Regions from separate parts of the Mus musculus genome. Here regions 1 and 3 are each linked to region 2. The links are chromatin contacts, called in public promoter capture Hi-C maps. All regions are on one chromosome and are shown on one strand. The core of a region is the stretch at or near the end of the contact, and the rest is flanking DNA. Distances in the headings are between cores, read along the strand shown.

Region 1 (2,700 bases), core at 155-2,654, 540 kb before region 2:
TGTGGAGGTCAGAGAACAAGTTGTGGGGGTTGGATGATTCTCTCCTTTCACAATGTGGGTTCCAGAGATCAAACCCAGGTCCTCAAGTTTAATGGCAAAGACCTTTACCCCACCCCCACCCCCCACCGAGCCATCTTGCTAGCCCCCTAACCCCAAATCTCCAAAGAACAATGCAAATGTCTGGCCCTAGTTCTAAGTGATTCCCTCTGTAGATCCAAACCAGTTCAACATTATTTCTGTGAAATAACCTCTTAACAGCATACACAGACTTTAAGCTGAGTGCACGCATGCGCATGTCACACACACACACACACACACACACACACACACACACACACACACACAGCTTCTGCACATTGAAGAAATGACTCACTTAATTTGCCACTGCCTGCCACTACTGGGTTTTGATTTTACCTGTTCAGACACAAAGTTTCCTATCAGATCAACTACAGGAAAGAAGTATTTGGCAGCTTGGACCCTGATTGGGTTCAGGACTTAAGTGCACCGAAGGGATTTTAATCTATGCATTTTAAGGAGCCTTTCCGGACCCCAGACTGTTCCCTCCATAAAATGGTAACATTTCTTGCTACTTTGGGAGCCAGCTCATTGGAAACCCCTTGCGGAATAAATATGGTTAAGTCTTGCATCCCCAGAGGGTCCCTTCCTCAGCTCACAGTACCAGCAAAACAGCCTTGTGCTGCAACTGGAAAGAACCAGAGCCCTTCCTTTCAAAGGATGAAAACCAGAGAATCCGCGGGAGCAATGTGGCTAACCCACCCAAGGTCACTCAGCTCCAACTGTGAATGATAGACTTGCCCCTAGTCCTGGCAAACTCTGCACACCCTTGGCTCTCCTCAAACAGTCCCTCGGGGGCCTCTTCTGTCTGCTAGCTTGCAGCCCCCGCGAAGATGCAATGCCACTTGCGCTCTGCGCCTAACTTCAGCCCTGCGCGTCAGCATTCAGTTAACCCTCTCGCGTCCAGAGTGTCACGCGGGGCACACGAGGCTTCATCCCTCACCCCCTCTCCCCAGCACTATCCCATGCCTATCCATGGAGTGGTTGCTCCAAGGTCACATCGACGGTCCCTGCGGAAGCACCCGCCGCTTGAGTCTAGAGGATGCCCGGACATGTGGGGAGGGGAGACACCTCTGAAGACTCACCCGCGCGCGGATCTGGCGCGCCGAGGCTGCCCATGTCGTCGCCGGCGCTCTGGGTGCGGTGGCCGCGAGCGCGGGGCTTTGCGGGGCGAACCCGGCTGCGGGCCCGCGCTCCAATCAGCGCGCGCGCGGCCCGGCCCGGGGTTCGCGGCTCCCCCACCCTGGAAGGGCGCGAGCCGCCGCGCGCCTCCCAGAGCCTCTTCCGGGCGCGTTGCCTGGACGCGGTTGCCGTGGCAGCCCGAGCTGGAGGCTTTCCCCGCGCGCCCGCGCCCAGCCCGCCGGCGCCCCTCCTCCCACCGCGTTCCCACACTCAAAATAGCCTTTCCGCGGCGCCGCGGGTCCCCACCCAGTTCGCTGCAGGGAGTCAGCGGGCGGGGACTTGCTTACAAGAACCTCAGTCCCGTCGTAGGGCGCGTCGACTTGGAGGCAGAGGTAGGTGTAGGGAAGGATGCTTCAATGAGAGCCCAGCCTTCCAGGTCTCTATGTCATCAATCATTTTCCCGGGAATCCTAGCATCCCTTATGTACCAAGCCTGGTTCCCACAAAAATAGTTAACTGCTTTTCCCACCTCAAACTGGGGAGAAGTTAGGGGTGAGACCACAGTCCAGGAAACAGCTCCTTCCAGCGCCACACCTGCACAGGTGATGGAACCCTCCAGGCGACAAGTGTGTATGAGGGAATCACCAAGCCTCGCGCACAAGAGACAGGACCCCTGGGAAAATGCCCGTTTCTCCTCCCAGCCCTCTTCCTACCTTCTGCCTCGCTCCCAGGGAGTTCCAGCTTTGCTCTCCTTCCCATCAGTGCTGGATCCTCAGCAGGAATCACTCACAATTTTGCTTCCTCTCCGTAAGGTGGGGTTTAAGAAGAGTGGAGGATCCCACCTTTGCTCACCTCACTGCGTCTGGTTCATAGCTCTTACGTAGAGGCATGGGCTTACCCAGTGTAGGTGCTCCTGTCTGGCGGCTCTCCTCTGCCCCCAATTCAAAGGAAGCTAGGAAGAACGCAGGCTGTGCAGCCACTTGGGAAAGCTCTGGTCTTGGAATTCTCGATCCTGTAGTTATTTATGTGTCGTCTTGGGTGTTCTGTAATTAACTCGCCTGTAAAGTAATAACTCCCCAAAACACACACACACACACACACACACACACACACACACACACACACACACACACAGAGAGAGAGAGAGAGAGAGAGAGAGAGAGAGAGAGAGAGAGAGAGAAAGAGAGAGAGAGACTGCTAAGGTGAAATGGAGAAGATGAAGATGGAGAAGGCAGGGACTCTGCTCCCCTCCCGGCCATTGCAGCCTAACACATATTGATCAGATAGTTAGACGGGTATAAAAAAGACTGCTGACCAGAGGGCATGGCCTTAAGTCCTGTCTCACGGAGATCTCACCTAATAGTGTTCTTTAGTGTGTGATGGTTTATTTCTCTTTCTGTATCACTTGGTGCACAGCGTGTAAATACGGATGGGATCCAATCCCATGGCGAAAGGTTCTCTGAGAATTTCCACCATTTAAGATAAATTTGAGGGGGCGAGGAGA
Region 2 (2,700 bases), core at 94-2,593:
CAGTTACTCTGTATTGATTTTATATGCTTCAGTAGAAACGAATGGACAGGACAATCATGATGATGTGGGAAGTTCTGACTGCAGTATTGAGTTTAGTAATGTGAAGCAAAACAACAATTCATTTTTCAAAACAATTAAAATAAGTATATTCCTTAAGTAAGGTGTGACGGTGCATGGAAGATGGGAGGAATCAGAAGTTCATGTTTACCCTTGGCCTCATAACCACTCAAAGAATAACCTGGGATAATTAGATGAGAGATGGGAGATGGGGGTGGGAAAAGTATTCTCATCTTTATTTCTGTTTTCTTTAAAAACCACATTATCTACATTAACAATGTAGGTTGTAGAAAATATATAGGGCGGAAGTAAAAGGTTTGCAATTTATTCTTATTATCAATAATATAAACTCATATTCTTTGAGTCAACCGAAGCAGAGTTAAGTATGATGAAGACGTTGTAGTTCTTTTTTTTTTTCATTTATTCATTCGCGTTACATCCGAAGAGCAGCCCCGCTCCTCTCCTCCCAGTCCCACCCTTACAAATCCCTCCTCCCATTACTCCTAAAGTTGTAGTTCTTGAATACGAGTATAAAGAATCAAAGCGAGTAAATGAGAAGTCAAATACCGGTTTTGTAGAAGTTGGCATGAAGGAGGTATGAGGGAAACAGACTAACAAGCGAGCATTTTCTGAGCTGGAGACTAAGGACCACCGGCTTATTTATTTATTTATTTATTATTATGGCTAAGGCCTAGTAGGTGACATACATTTGCTAATGGTTCGGGAAGATACCCCTTTGGGTATTTTTTTCTTCCTGTTGGATCTTTCCTTTTATGTTCCCATCAGAGCTGTGTATCGCGGCTAAAATCATGGTTTGCTGGGACTGCTTTTGTTTACTTGGCAGCTGCAGAGCTTCAAAAGAAACAGATAGAGAAGCAAGGAAAACCTCTAGTTTTTTGGAGGCGAAGAAGCCGAAAGCCCTTCTTGACAGCTTCGGGGTAGGGTGTGATTCCAAGAGACAGTCCTTAACAGCTGGAAGAACCAGGTAGCACTTTCACAGGGAAAAGAGCGCTCCCGCCCGGGGCGGTGGGCGGAGTCTCCAGCGGCCCCGCCCTCCCAGGCCAATCCCTGCTCTCCGCCAGCGGACAGGAAGCAGCGGCGGGGCCTAGCGGCCCGGGCGCTCGCCTCGGCACGCATGCGCATTATCCCGGGGCGCTTGGGGGAGCAGGGCGGGGCGGGAGGCAGGGGTGCGGCCTCGCGAGTGTATTGGGTGCCGTCGCGTCACGTGGCGAGAAAGGAGGCGGAGGGCCGCGGCTCAGGGAAGGGGCTGAGACCAGGCGAAGAGCGAGGGCAGGGAAGCGGGGAAGGGAGGAAGGAAGAGGCCGAGGGGGAGGGAGGGCCCTGTTTTGGCGGAGCAGGGCGCGCGGCTGGGCCCCTGAAGTGGAGCGAGAGGGAGGCGCTTCGCCGGGTGCCACTGCCGGGGAGGCTCGTCGGGACCCAGCGCCGGTCGCGGCTCCCTCAGGATCGATGCACCGCGGTTAACCCGTGAGGAGGCGGCGGCCGGGGAAGATGGTGTTGCCGACAGTGTTAATTCTGCTCCTCTCCTGGGCGGCGGGGCTGGGAGGTGAGACACGACCCCGGGCGGCGACGGAGCGGCGGTCGGTCGGGCCGAGCGCAGCGTCGCGGAGCCGGGCCGCGCGTGTCAGGTCTCCTCGGCTTCTGTCAGCTCTCTCAGCTCGCCTCAGCCGACCCCGAGCGACGCTCCCCGCGCGCTATTGTCCCTCGCGCGCCCCGACCGCGCTCCCGCCGGCGGCGGCCCGAGCAGGCTGCGGAGCCCCGGGCCAGGCCTTCCCCGCCCCCACGGCCCGGCGGCCCTGCCTGCCCGGCTTCTCGCGCCGCTTTCCCCGGGAGCGGCGGAGCCCAGGCCAGCCGCCCTCGCGCACTCCGCAGCCACCTCAGCCCTGCCGGGGTCCGAGCCCCGGGACCGCGCAGACTCGCAGCAACTTGCGAGGTTGGCAGCGCGGCGGGAGCATTGTTCTGCAAGCGAGCGAGCGGACCCGGGCCGGGTGTCGGACGCCGGTGTGCGTGTCCCACCCGAGTGCCTTCCCTCCGCCTCGTGCTCTTTTCGGAGTGTTTGTAGCCAGCGCGCCGGAGGTTGTGTGTGTGTGTGTGTCTGTCGTTCTGTCTGTCTGTCTTCTGTCTCCCCGGGGCAAGACTTTAGTTGACTGAGGAGAAGGGCAAGCCGTTTTAGGATGCTCTTCGATCCATCTGTCTTTTTGAGTTGAGTCCACAGAGAAGCAAGACCGACCCTTCCTGGGCGAACCAACTTGCAGAGTTTTCTTAAACTCTCAGGTGGAGCAGACGTACTGCTTAGTCAGAGGATTGTCAGGGCTGTGCTCCCTCCCCCTGCAAATTGGAGTTCACTGTTGCTTCAAGTTTCCTGATGCTTCGGGTTTGAGACAGCGGTATTTCATTCCCAGGCTTTCCTAGGACAGGTTGCATGATTATTTTGTTCCTATGAGAAAGTGCTTTACCATAGGTAAGCTAATTTGCCGCCCAAGTGTCTGGAGAGAGGTTAGCTTAAAAGCATTGAATTGGAAACAACCCCCAGAACTTCCAGGGGTGCTTCGGATGGTTGTCAGCAGCCTAATTTGATACTTTAGAAAATATCCTAGTGTTTTCTGTAGTGTATTGTCTGTGTTC
Region 3 (2,700 bases), core at 47-2,546, 540 kb after region 2:
GCAAGCACTCTACCTACAGAGCTACCTCCCCACCATTCTTCTTATTCTTTCTCAGTCTTCTACAGCTTAAATAAAGGCGATTCTTAGGAGTATATTCGGTTATTAAGACACACTCTTTGGCCATAAACGTTCCCTGTGAATAGGAATTTTTCAACTGCCTAAATTAGGCTGTATTGTTGCTCTAGGACGACGACGTAGTGCTTGCTCGGTCACTTTAGGCAGATACCCTATAAAGAGTTCTCGGAGCCTGGAACTTGTCTCACAAATTCAATTAAGACAACAGCATTCTGTCTGCACAGAATCTAAGCACCAATCATTTACGGAATTTTAGTTAATGAACACATCTAAAGTAAGTGTTTTGTAGTGAACAACATGCAAAGAAATGATTGAGCAAGAGCGAAGCAGTTGCTTGGGAGTTGAGAGTCTTCCATAGAAAAACAGGAAGAGTCAGGTTGGATAAGGCTGTGGGATTTTCATGGGGATAGAGGCAGAAAGCCCTATAAAGAGCTATCTATATGGGCTCGTGATATTGGTCCAATGATTCTCCCACGCTATCTGGAGTGAACTGTCTAGGCTACTGATTCCTGATCAGCGCCCATCTTTACTCAACTATAAGGCTGCTTGTAAGACGAGAAGGGATGGAGATGGAAGCTCAACCCGGAGATTCTGACAGGAAGAGCAACAGAAAATCCCAAGTGTTTCCCGGTGTGGATGGGAAGAGGAAAGGAAAGGGCTGGAAGGAGACCATCAAGACCTGGAATATCCAGGCAACCCAAGGCAGATGAAGCCCACGGCCTCAGGCACAACTAGGCCGCGGGGCCGGCAGAGGGCAGCAGTTGGGCTGAGAAGCCTGGTGGGGGCCAGCGCGGCGTCGGCGGTTCCAGAAGGTTCTCCTTGGGAGTGTGGGGAGCATCTATCACCCCACCCAGCGGCCACGCGCCCCTCGCGCCACGCGGAAGGCTGAGCGAAAGCTCTTTCGGGCTGCTCGGGACCCCGGGGGAGGAGAAGAGCGAGTGTTAGGAAGGGCGCGGGGCTCGGCGGGGCCGCGGCTCGGGCGCCTCTCCTCCCGGCCGACCAGCGCTAAGGCTCGCGGGGCTGCCATCGGCCAGCGCGGTCCCGCCGAGGCTGCGCTCCGGCCGTCGAGGCCCCCCCGGGCGCGCCCGCGGGAGCGTGGGCCGCGGACTTGACCGTGCGGGCGCCGCGCGCGGCCGTATGCAAATGTCCTCCTGGGCCGGCCCCCCGCGCCTGTGGGCCGCACGTCCAATAAGAAGCGCCCCCCGCTTGACACCTGCCTATATACAGCGAGCGCGCCCCGGCCGCGCAGCGCCCCGCGCACACCCACCCGTGGCCGCCCATGACTTCCAGCGAGATCGCCATGCCGGGCGAGGTGAAGGCCGACCCCGCCGCGCTCATGGCCTCGCTGCAGCTCCTGCCGTCGCCCACGCCCAACCTCGAGATCAAGTACACCAAGGTAAAGCCGTCCGGCGGACGCTTTCTGGAAGCATCCTCTGGATCCCTTCAGAGGCCGGGGGCCCGGAGGTCGCCTGTCATCTCCGCGCCTCCGCGGGGACCGCGATGCGGGCTTCTCAAGTCCCGCCCCGGTTTAGGGAGCGTCTTGGGAGAACCGGTCCCAAACAGAAGGCAGCGCGGGGATCGCCAGCGGCGGCGGACGGTGGTGACGACCTCGGGACTGCCTGGGGAGGTGGGATTTCCCAGAGCAGACCTGGGTCTGGTTCTGGAGTCCCCTATGACTCTTTAGAGCCGGCTAGGGTCCGGTCCTAGATGTCCCTAGGGCAGAACGAGGCTTAGTTCTGGGGTCCCTTAGAGCTCAGGGCAGACCGGAGTCCGGTTGTGCGAGCCCCCAAGTTTTATCAGAGCAAATGGAGTTTGGCTCTGGGGTCCCCCAGGTCTCCTCAGAGCAGTCCGGGCTCTGGCTTGAGGAGGGTGTTCCCCTGGGTTTCCTCAGAGCCCACCGGGGTGCAGTTCTCCCTGTCCCTCGGTCTCAGAGCAGAGTGGGGTTCACCGCCAGGGTGGCATTGCGGTCCGGTGTCGCCCCGCGGTCCCTCGGGTCCGGAGGTGCGCGGCCGCGCGGGCTTATCTTCCCTCAGAGCGGAGTCGCTGAAGGGTTGTCAGGACCGGAGTCCCACAGACTTCGCGGGGACCTGGCCGAGACGCAGTAGGTCTATGCCAGGATTTCCTCGGGATTTTGTAGGCAATGGACATTTTAGAAAAAGGGAAAATAACTCAAGTCACATAAATTAGCGAGCTCACTTTTGCACTGATAAGCCTAATGATTTTTTTCCTAACGAATTCTGACATCTTAGTTTGTCAAGCACGAATTATTGTTGTTAAACTGCATTAAAAAGCAATACACGCCTGCTGCCCCATGTGACTTGATCCCCTACCACTCCACCGTTCTCAGGGAAAAAAAATCCACGGGGGAAATTTGTGAAATACATACACAAAGGGATTGAATGTTATAGCAAAAAGGCGACTGTAGCCTTTAAAGCCACACTTCTTGAGAGTTCATTTTAGAATTTTTTTTTTTAATTTGATTTTCATTCCTACCGCAAACTCTCGCCAGTTAACTGCAGCGCGCGCACACGATACAGCTGATAAGTGTTCCATCGCGGGCATTACACTATACGCGAAAAGCAGAGAAGTTAAGTTGTTCGCATGTGACAACTGTTACGGTTGAAA

Evidence for each region. Promoter capture Hi-C pulls out the DNA fragments that hold promoters and counts their contacts.
Region 1: a contact with region 2 is called in a promoter capture Hi-C map of stem cell-derived epiblast-like cells, with 4 times the contacts expected there. The contact joins the promoter of Fam81a here to the promoter of Adam10 in region 2. A contact is called at or near these places in 2 of 39 promoter capture datasets (liver and stem cell-derived epiblast-like cells).
Region 3: a contact with region 2 is called in a promoter capture Hi-C map of liver, with 4 times the contacts expected there. The contact joins the promoter of Aldh1a2 here to the promoter of Adam10 in region 2. A contact is called at or near these places in 6 of 39 promoter capture datasets (embryonic stem cells, hippocampal neurons, liver and 1 more), 3 of 484 Hi-C or Micro-C datasets (all in embryonic stem cells), 4 of 115 datasets of contacts at active chromatin or transcription factors (embryonic stem cells, forebrain and stem cell-derived neural progenitor cells) and 1 of 9 other capture datasets (adipose tissue).

What each region holds. Positions count from the first base shown.
Region 1 is chr9:70,140,153-70,142,852 of GRCm38.p6, forward strand. Fam81a (family with sequence similarity 81, member A) reads right to left here and starts at 1,405. Exons shown (of 9, transcript NM_029784.2): 1 at 1,161-1,405.
Region 2 is chr9:70,677,639-70,680,338 of GRCm38.p6, forward strand. It overlaps Adam10 (a disintegrin and metallopeptidase domain 10), which reads left to right and starts at 1,344. Exons shown (of 16, transcript NM_007399.4): 1 at 1,344-1,621. The coding sequence starts at 1,567.
Region 3 is chr9:71,214,493-71,217,192 of GRCm38.p6, forward strand. Aldh1a2 (aldehyde dehydrogenase family 1, subfamily A2) reads left to right here and starts at 1,297. Exons shown (of 14, transcript NM_009022.4): 1 at 1,297-1,471. The coding sequence starts at 1,355. Gm3458 (predicted gene 3458) reads right to left here and starts at 894. Exons shown (of 4, transcript NR_110518.1): 1 at 755-894.